Linked DNA regions of Oncorhynchus mykiss: region 2 is linked to region 1. A link is a contact called in public Hi-C data. All regions are on one chromosome and are shown on one strand. The core of a region is the stretch at or near the end of the contact, and the rest is flanking DNA. Distances in the headings are between cores, read along the strand shown.

Region 1 (4,471 bases), core at 1,250-3,749:
ATACCGGTATGTCCGCCAGGTTAAAAGCATAATGAATAAAAATAATAATATTAATAATAATCCATTAATAAAACAGGTTGTGATAAAATGTGACATTGCAGTTCCTCATAGTTCAGATTCCCAACCTCCCATGGTTCTCCCACAACCAGGCATGGTACTTGTTCAGTTTATGGTCCTGAGGTTTCACCTATGTAAACACACACACACACAAATATACACACAAAGTTAACCTTATCTAAATCCGTCACTTAAATCCAATATATTTTTTTTTAGCATAAAATATTTGCATTTCATCCTGAAAGGAAAAATGGAAAACCTGGTATTGTTGAGGAAGATGGTGGCCACCAGGAGCTTCCAGGGGTCATGGAACAGGGTCTCCTGCACCAGCTGGAAGGGGGAGCGAAGAGTGGTCCACTTCCTCCTGGGGGTCTCAGACCTGTGCCGGGACAGACTGCAGATCTAAGAAAAAGGGGTTTTTGATAACAAATAAACACTGTTTTTTATTAAACTGACATTTCTCTCCAAGAATGGCAAGTTCTGTTAAGCTCAACCATTTATTAAATTATGACCATCTCTCAGTTACTTCCCACTGAAAGAAGGACTGGTCTTCTGTTTCTCTCCTAATAGTTCATTGAACATGTTATTGGTCAATACACTGAAACCTGGTCCAAGAAGATGTAAAACATTTTCTATATCTAGGCATCATAGTAAATACACATTACGCATCATAACTCATAGCACAATGCACATACACACTGCTCTGGGGATCTTTTAGTGGTGTACAGCGTCCTCTAGTGGTCTGGGGAGATGATAGCAGCACTTCATCATTCACCTCTGCCTCTATATCCCCCACACACTTTCCCTCCCCCATTCTCTCACCCTCAGCCTCCCCCTCTCAGAAGCAGACTGCACCCTAAGGACTGGGACATTTAAAGGTGACACAGGAAACCACTCTCCTTGACCAATGAGAGCGTCCTGTAGCTCAGTGGGCGGGGCCAGCCTGACCAGCTTTTCTCTCAGCAGCCATGGCCTCCTCTGGGGGCTCTTCTAAAGTACGACATCATCAACTGGCTCCGCCGACACAGCCTGCAGACGCCTCTCAGTCTCATTGTCATCACCATCATCATCACCCCTTCTCACAGAGGTTTGTATGTTTCTTTTGTTAATGTCCTCATTGGTGTCTGATGTGCGGCCAGTTTCTGTGTCTCTCCCAGCTGCCTGTCTGTGATTCACCTGGCCAAGGGAGGTCTGTCAGGGGTATACTGAATTGACAAAGTGCCCTTTCCTCTAACTCTGAGTTCTCTGCTTGTAGGATTTTGCGAAAGAGGCTCTTTTTGTGTTATTTGGAGAAAGGCGTAATATTCGACCCCCCTCTTCCATATTCTCCTCTGTGTCCTGCCTGTCTGTGTCCTGCCTGTATGTGTTTTACCTGTTATCAGTGACCTTAGGTGTGACGTGTGTGTTCCTGATGACCATTCCTCTGTCTCTCCTGGCTGGGCTGTGGGGTCACAGCTGCACTGCCACTCCTGGCTGTTGTGACATCAAAGTTGTCTATCTGTAGATCCCCTCCGAAAGGAAGGAAGGCTTGATGAGACATTCTGGACGGAACCTCTGTCCCAGGGGACTGCAGAGGTAGACAGATCAGTTACCTCATGAGGAATTATTGATCCGACTTTATGATCTCACTCTGAAATGCACTTAACCCCTAGCCCTGACAGTAAGATACAGACATACTTCAGTGATGTTTACATGCAACAAGACTTGAGAATGAGAGCATATGATGGATTGGACCCAGCTTGTTTTCTAACCGTCATATCTGAACCAGGAACAGCCATAGCGTCTGCCTCTCCATCAGGATTAGTGTGTGTCAGTGATGGTGTTCTCTGTGTTGAGGTCATTGTTTTTTAGCCTGGTTGTGACCGTGTTGTTGGTGTCAGTAGGTTGAAACACAACTTTTATCAAAAGTGGACTGTCCCTCTCACAGCCTGTGATGGAGCTGACTGTCCCCTGTTGAGTTTCATGTGGCTGAGATCCTCATGCTCCAGTCCTCCCTCTCATCTTCAGTCATGATGTTGCTCTCTCAATCTATCTGGGGTTGAAGCTCTATACCTAGCTGCCACTAACAAAAATATGAATTAGAACAGTCAATCCACTGTCCATCATGTTATAGGGATTGGGAAAATAGGTGACTATTAACTAACTAGCTAACTTAACTAACTAGCTAAGTAATGCATTTGCAGAGGCTTGATCTGACAGCTGTGTTTTGTTTACATGCCTCATCATCACATGCTGTTCTAGAAAAATGTTGCATATTACTTAATGATCAAGTTTAATAAAGTTGTCGGGTGCTAGGCATTTCGGAGACATGACATCAACATCTTTGGATAAATTGTATCTGCCGTTGTGCTGTATGAAGTTCTGTGAACTACTTTGTGAGCGACTCTGCTTGACTCATGCGCAGAACACAGGAAGGAGGACAGGAAAGAGGGAAGGGAGTCTGCGCACAAGTAAGCAAGCAGGTCCTGCCATGTAAACGATCCTCGGCCCCACGAAAAGACAGCAACCTGTTGAACAACCTAACGTGTATCTGTTTAATTTGTTAAAAAGGCAAAATGAGGGCAGTTCCTACATGGATTGACAAAGTACATGATCGCGACAAAGTTGAGCAATGGTAATCTAGCCTTTGCATTTACAGTTTTATCAACAGGCCTGATGTTGCAGTTGGCAGTGTTGATAGCAACGGCGGTTACTATCTAAACTCCCGCAGTGGCTGGCTAGCTAGCTAGTTAGCCAACTGTAGCAAACTAGCTTTGTTTACTAAGATTTTCACTATCCATTTCATGCAATCTTAAAATAAATGATCTGTCTACTAACGAGTGATAACGTTGCTAGTTAGCTAGGTAATCTGTTTGCGTGGCTAAGCACAGCTAGAACATTAATGCTAACTAGCAGAGCAGCTACCTATGGCTTAATAGCATAATTGAAACAGGTTTTCAGCATATTGTGATTGCAGTACATTTTCTCCCTAGTATCTACGACCTTGCCTTCAAACCAGATGGCAGCCAGCTTATTGTGGCAGCTGGGAATCGTGTTTTGGTGAGTTTGGGGATGATGATGATGATGCCATTGGTTTTCGAATCATAGCTAAGTTGCATATATTGCTAAGTATTGCATATTGTCTTTCCAGGTGTATGACACATCAGATGGAACTCTCATTCAGCCTCTGAAAGGACACAAGGACACAGTGTACTGTGTTGCCTACGCCAAAGATGGTACTTAGTACAGTATACTCTTAACACACCAATCTGGATGTTCCCAATTAACAAACACAAGTCTGTTGGGTCTCACATTGTGCTTCTCTGTAGGGAAACGGTTTGCCTCAGGTTCTGCTGACAAAAGCATCATCATCTGGACATCTAAACTGGAGGGTATTTTGAAATATACGTGAGTGATCATTATTACCACAGAATTAGGAATTAGAATAATTTAATAGGATCTCTATGATTATTACACACATTACAACATTATCAGTAGCATTATGTTCTGTTGAGGTCACTCCTGGCTCACTCACTATGCAGATTTTGTTTGTATGTTGCTCCTCAGACATAATGACTCCATCCAGTGTGTTGCCTACAACCCAGTCAGCCACCAGCTGGCCTCCTGCTCCTCTGGGGACTTTGGTGAGTGGTACACTGGGATTGTCCTGTCCTCTACACCTCTACAGGGAAGGGGTTAAAGGGGTGTTGAAGACATGCAGTCATAAGAGCAGCATCTGTATAATTTGTTTCTCTCTCTAGGTCTGTGGTCCCCAGAACAGAAATCTGTATCCAAGCACAAAGTCAACAGCAAGATAACATGTTGTGGGTGGGTATTGAGAAATTGCTGCTCTCCTTTTTGTTTGGATAGCCTCTCTTATGGTCAGTATTGTCATAATTATTTTGACCGCAGGTGGACCAACGACGGTCAGTACCTGGCCCTGGGCATGATGAACGGGGTGGTGAGCATCAGGAATAAGAACGGAGAGGAGAAGGTGAAAATAGAGCGACCAGGAGGATCCTCCTCTCCTATCTGGTCCATCGCATGGAACCCCTCCAAGTGAGTCACTCACCTCTCATGTGGGCTTTTTGCTGTGTAAAACATTTTAAACCTGTGTGTGCAATGTCTTGGAGAGTAAAGGTTTATTGCTTTTGAAATCAACAATAATACATTTTTTTCTGAGTGATATTTCTCTGGATTTAGTCTTTTTAAGCTGCCAGTTCACAATGTGAAACAAGCATGGTAGTGAAAATCAGAGAATGACAGTGTATGGCCTGTAGACAGCCAGCAAGTGTCAGTGTTTGACCAGGCAGGCTCTGACAGGGACTGGTGGAAGTGGATGCCCTTCTGTGAGGGAGAGGACGACGAGGCGGTGGATGTGGACAGCAGCATGCCAGAGCCCCTGTGCCTGCTCATTGACACCGCCTACAGCCAG
Region 2 (4,208 bases), core at 729-3,228, 160 kb after region 1:
GGCCTAAACTTGAATGAGCTGGCGCGGATGTGACTTTCACAGAAAATCCCTGCACGGTTCCCATAACCTTCGCGTGCTTTGGGAGATTCTTCACACAATCGCCGCCCTGGGCTGCGCTCGTGACATCGGAGCTTTCCCCCCAGAAATGATATGGGGTGATTCATTATTCAAACTGTCATACCAAGTTGCCAAAAGCAATATATTTGCGGAAATATGTATTTATAGAAGCAAATCCAATAATAAAATAAATCTTAAAATAAATATTTTAGACAAATGTAACAATGTTTTTATAACATTTTGCACACTGGGGAAACGAACAGCGCCGTAATTGCGCGTAATTGTGGCTGCCAACTTTATCTAGGCTAAATCAAATAATACGGCGCTGTATTGCGCGTAATTGTGGCTGCTAACGTTATCTAGGCTAAATCAAATAATACAAAACAGTATTAGTTCCAACCAAGTCTCTCAAACATGAATAAGCATACAGATCTCACTGAAGTGTAAAATGCTTCACTTACCACAAGGTTCCCTTTGTGTACGCATGCTGCGCCCGAACCCTGGATGACGCTGTCCAGCACCTGCACATCGCTGCTGGGGGAGTTTGAGCAGTTCCTCCGGCCCTGACGGATCTCCTCCTCGATATCTGAGAACCGAAAAGCGCACAGGGCAGACTTTCTGTCTGATTTGGTGAACACTCCGAAAAGGTGCGATTCCAGCCCCTCTCCGCTCCGGGAGTGGATCTCCGCGGGGTGAACGGAGACCAGCCGGTTGTAGATGTTTCCGTTATATCCACACTGAAGCGGCATCTGGATGAAGGACTCAGTGAGCTTTCGGCTTTCCGAGGTGGATTTTCGTGTGTTCTCAGTGTCCAGACATATCCTTGCAAGGATGCTGTTCGGCTGGCTCTGCTTGTGGCCCATATTCGCGTCATTGTTGATAGCAATATACGCGTAGGTCTTCTGAATGAAGGCATGAACGAAGTTTAGTTTATTCTTCTGCTTCACCTCCTGTTTTATCTTGAAGACGTTGTCCTCGGACGGGTTGATGTCATAGGTGAACAGCCTGGATAAATCATTGATGTTCAGGGACCGAATTGCGATTTCGGGTGTGTTCTCGAAGCGCAGGTCCTCCTTGCTGTGGTTCTTGGGGAAAAACTGGGTCCCAGCCCCGGTATAAGTGGCCCCGACGAGGAGCCGGGTGTTACCCCCGTGGCTCCTGAAGATGAGCCCCACGGTGGAGGCGTTAGGGTGGTTGGCGGCGATGTTCAGCATGCTGGGGAACACTGTCTTCTCGCCATGAGGGGGGAACTCCACGGCTATCTCCGATATGTTTTCCATCTTCCTGAGCTCACAAAAACCCTGGTACACCGAGCCGCATACCACCAGCACCCCCTGCTCCCTGTCCAGCTCGAGCAGCTTGTTGAAGTTGTCGGTGAGGGATTTGGGGTGCTCGCAGGGCGCCTGGGGCAGCTGCGGCGCATGGCACAACAGGTTGTCCTCCACCGGCCCCGTTCTCTTCTCCACTTCTACGCTCAGGGTCCCGTTAAGCTGGTACACCATGTTTACCGTAGCCAGGTAGACTTTTCTGCTAACCTCATCCACCACAAAGTTATTTGTCTGGTTTTGAGAGGCGAACGCCTGTTGGATCTGTAGCGCGCTGGCAAGGCTGTGATGGGCATTCCAGGGCGATTCTAGCACCAGAACGCCGAGAATCAGAACTGCTATCTTTTCCGAAGGAGGCATTTTTCCTTCTGGCCGGTTTCCGCGTGTTCTGTGCGGAGGGGTGCATTGAGTAAGGACAAAATAATGTGTTTGTTCCTACTGCGACAATCTAAGAGGAAATGCTGTTTCCTGCTCAAAACCCAAACACAGAGTGACGCAATAAGAGTCGTGCTTCATTTTCCCAGTGCAGCTCACCGCGGAAGAGAGTTGAGCGCGCAGAGCTGTCTGCTGCCCCTCTCTCTGCCCACTCCACCTACAGCCCCGCTCCCAGCGGCTGCAATCCCAAACTCCCCATTAATTCTTATTATAGTATATAGGCCCACGCCTTGGAATTTCATAATTTAAAATGTGTTCAGTCAAAGTTCATTGTTGCGATTGGTGCATGCTAATTGTAGGCTATTTGCGTAATGTTCATCCACACACCAAGGCAGAACAATAATGGTGTAATTACTGTTAATGATCTCTCTCTCTCTCATATATATATATATATATATATAAATAAAACTATAATAACATTTTTACAAAATAATAATTTGAGAGGGAATAATAATTTGAGAAGAAAGTATAGCCTATGGTTCCGCTCCTCTTAGGGTTAATGGCGGGTCTTACTCTCATCTCCTGCGGCCAGTTGGTCCCTTGGTTTTCAGATTAGTTCTGCCTGCAGATACGCAGAGGGCTCCGTCTGCTCTGCGCACATACGGTGGGGGTAAGCTACGTGAAAGTGCTACCAGATGGGCACCACAGCGCACCTTTCCGGTTTTTGACATTCACATCTATTTAGCAGAGCGTTTGGGTCTGCGCCTCATAAATATTCTAAAGCAACACATGTGCACCTCTCAAAAATGTGTGATTAAGTTTAAAGAGACAATCTGCTGTTGCTAGATCCATTTTTAGGACTTCATATGTACCTAATGATTCTTGACGAATACAACCTTTAAATGAAATACAAAATAATATAAAATGGTACTTGCCACATGCGCCGAATACAACAGGTGTAGGTAGACCTTACCGTGAAATGCTTACTTCCAAGCCCTTAACTATATTTATTGAACTGCATTGTTGGCTAAGAAAAGATTTACTAAATAAACTAAAGTTTTAAAAAGAAGGTACACAAAACAACAATACCGAGGCTATATACAGAGGGTTCAGGTTAGACGAGGTATGTAACCACGCTCATGAGTTTAGTTCGACTGTCGTACCCACTCACAATCCAAAATATAGCCTACGCTTTTTTAACTCCAATGTTTGTAAACAAAGAAACTCTGTATAATTTTGATATCATGGATATTCGGTGCTTGCATCCATAGCCCTGTCTATGAATTTGAGTGGTTACATTTCTCCAGCCCCATACATCTGGTTTTTGCGAAACAGGGTAAGTTGATGTCTTTTATTGTTCAACTACTGATTGCCCCTTTAAACTTCAATTTTTTTTCCAAAACACAAATTAAGTGCTTCTTGTGAACAACTACGCAATGAGAGAACATTGAAAAGCTCAAAGGGACTTTAAACAAAAAGTGACAGCGCAAATTGAGAGCCCGTAATTTTGGATTAGGCTACCCATGGATTTATTCTCTCAAAAACCGTTAAAATAGGCCCACAGAAAGTAAATACAATTACCAAATGTGATGGCCATCACTCTGTTCTATTCGACGCATTGTAACCCATGCGTCATGCCAGTTTGGACAGTATCCAAAGCATGCTGGAACTATTATATCTCTCGGGCCAGCTCTGTTCCTCTCAGGTTGGTGCACGCCTCCCATCACCACTTGGCGATGTTATTTGCGCTGATAAACACCGCCCGGGTCAATGCGTGTTTACGTTGGCCCGCACGCACGCTCATCTAATCCGCCAGCACGGAGGGGCAGGAAAGCGGTCTGATAAGGAACCAGCTGACTGATCGCAATGCAGGACCAACAGTCTCCACCACGCATACGTACAGCCTAAGCCTACACACACACCCTCCAACACACTCCCTAATGCCCCACTAAGAGTGAGAGTGGGAAGGGACCTGGAAAATAGACTGGGGAGAGAGGGGGTATCACGGGTCACTGCTGTCAAGGATCAGATATCAACAAAGAGTGCTGCGTTCTGGTTACACTCGATTATTCGTGACACCTCACCGAAGCGCGCACGTGTGTGTGTTGAGGTAGGCTTATTTGTCATACATGGGTCTTGTAATATATGCAACATAGATATGGTGCATAAAGAAAAGGCATTTAAACAGTATTGGTGCGTGTAAGAGAGAGAGCTAGAGACTTCCCGAGCCTTCTCTCACAGTGAGGTGAGGGCCTTCTGGAGTGAGAGACTGCTATTTTCTCTGTTGTCAGTGAAAACAGCTACTGCTCTCTACTCTGTGGTGGAGCTCTGAGGCCCGGGCTCTGCCCAACAACCTGTTTCCTGACAGATAAGAAACAACACCTCCACAAGGCCTGGTCAACACTCCACTGCCCATCCACTCCATATGGACTGACATTGTTGTGCATGAAC

Evidence for each region. Hi-C and Micro-C count contacts between places; a contact is called where the count stands out from the background.
Region 2: a contact with region 1 is called in a Hi-C map of liver, with 4 times the contacts expected there. The contact joins the promoter of plxnd1 here to the promoter of ift122 in region 1. A contact is called at or near these places in 2 of 3 Hi-C or Micro-C datasets (blood and liver).

Annotation. Positions count from the first base shown.
Region 1 is chr16:59,375,652-59,380,122 of USDA_OmykA_1.1, forward strand. It overlaps ift122 (intraflagellar transport 122 homolog (Chlamydomonas)), which reads left to right and starts at 2,500. Exons shown (of 29, transcript NM_001374821.1): 1 at 2,500-2,671; 2 at 3,030-3,096; 3 at 3,188-3,272; 4 at 3,366-3,444; 5 at 3,604-3,680; 6 at 3,798-3,864; 7 at 3,949-4,095. The coding sequence starts at 2,613.
Region 2 is chr16:59,536,686-59,540,893 of USDA_OmykA_1.1, forward strand. plxnd1 (plexin-D1) reads right to left here and starts at 1,979. Exons shown (of 36, transcript XM_036947420.1): 1 at 519-1,979. The coding sequence starts at 1,742.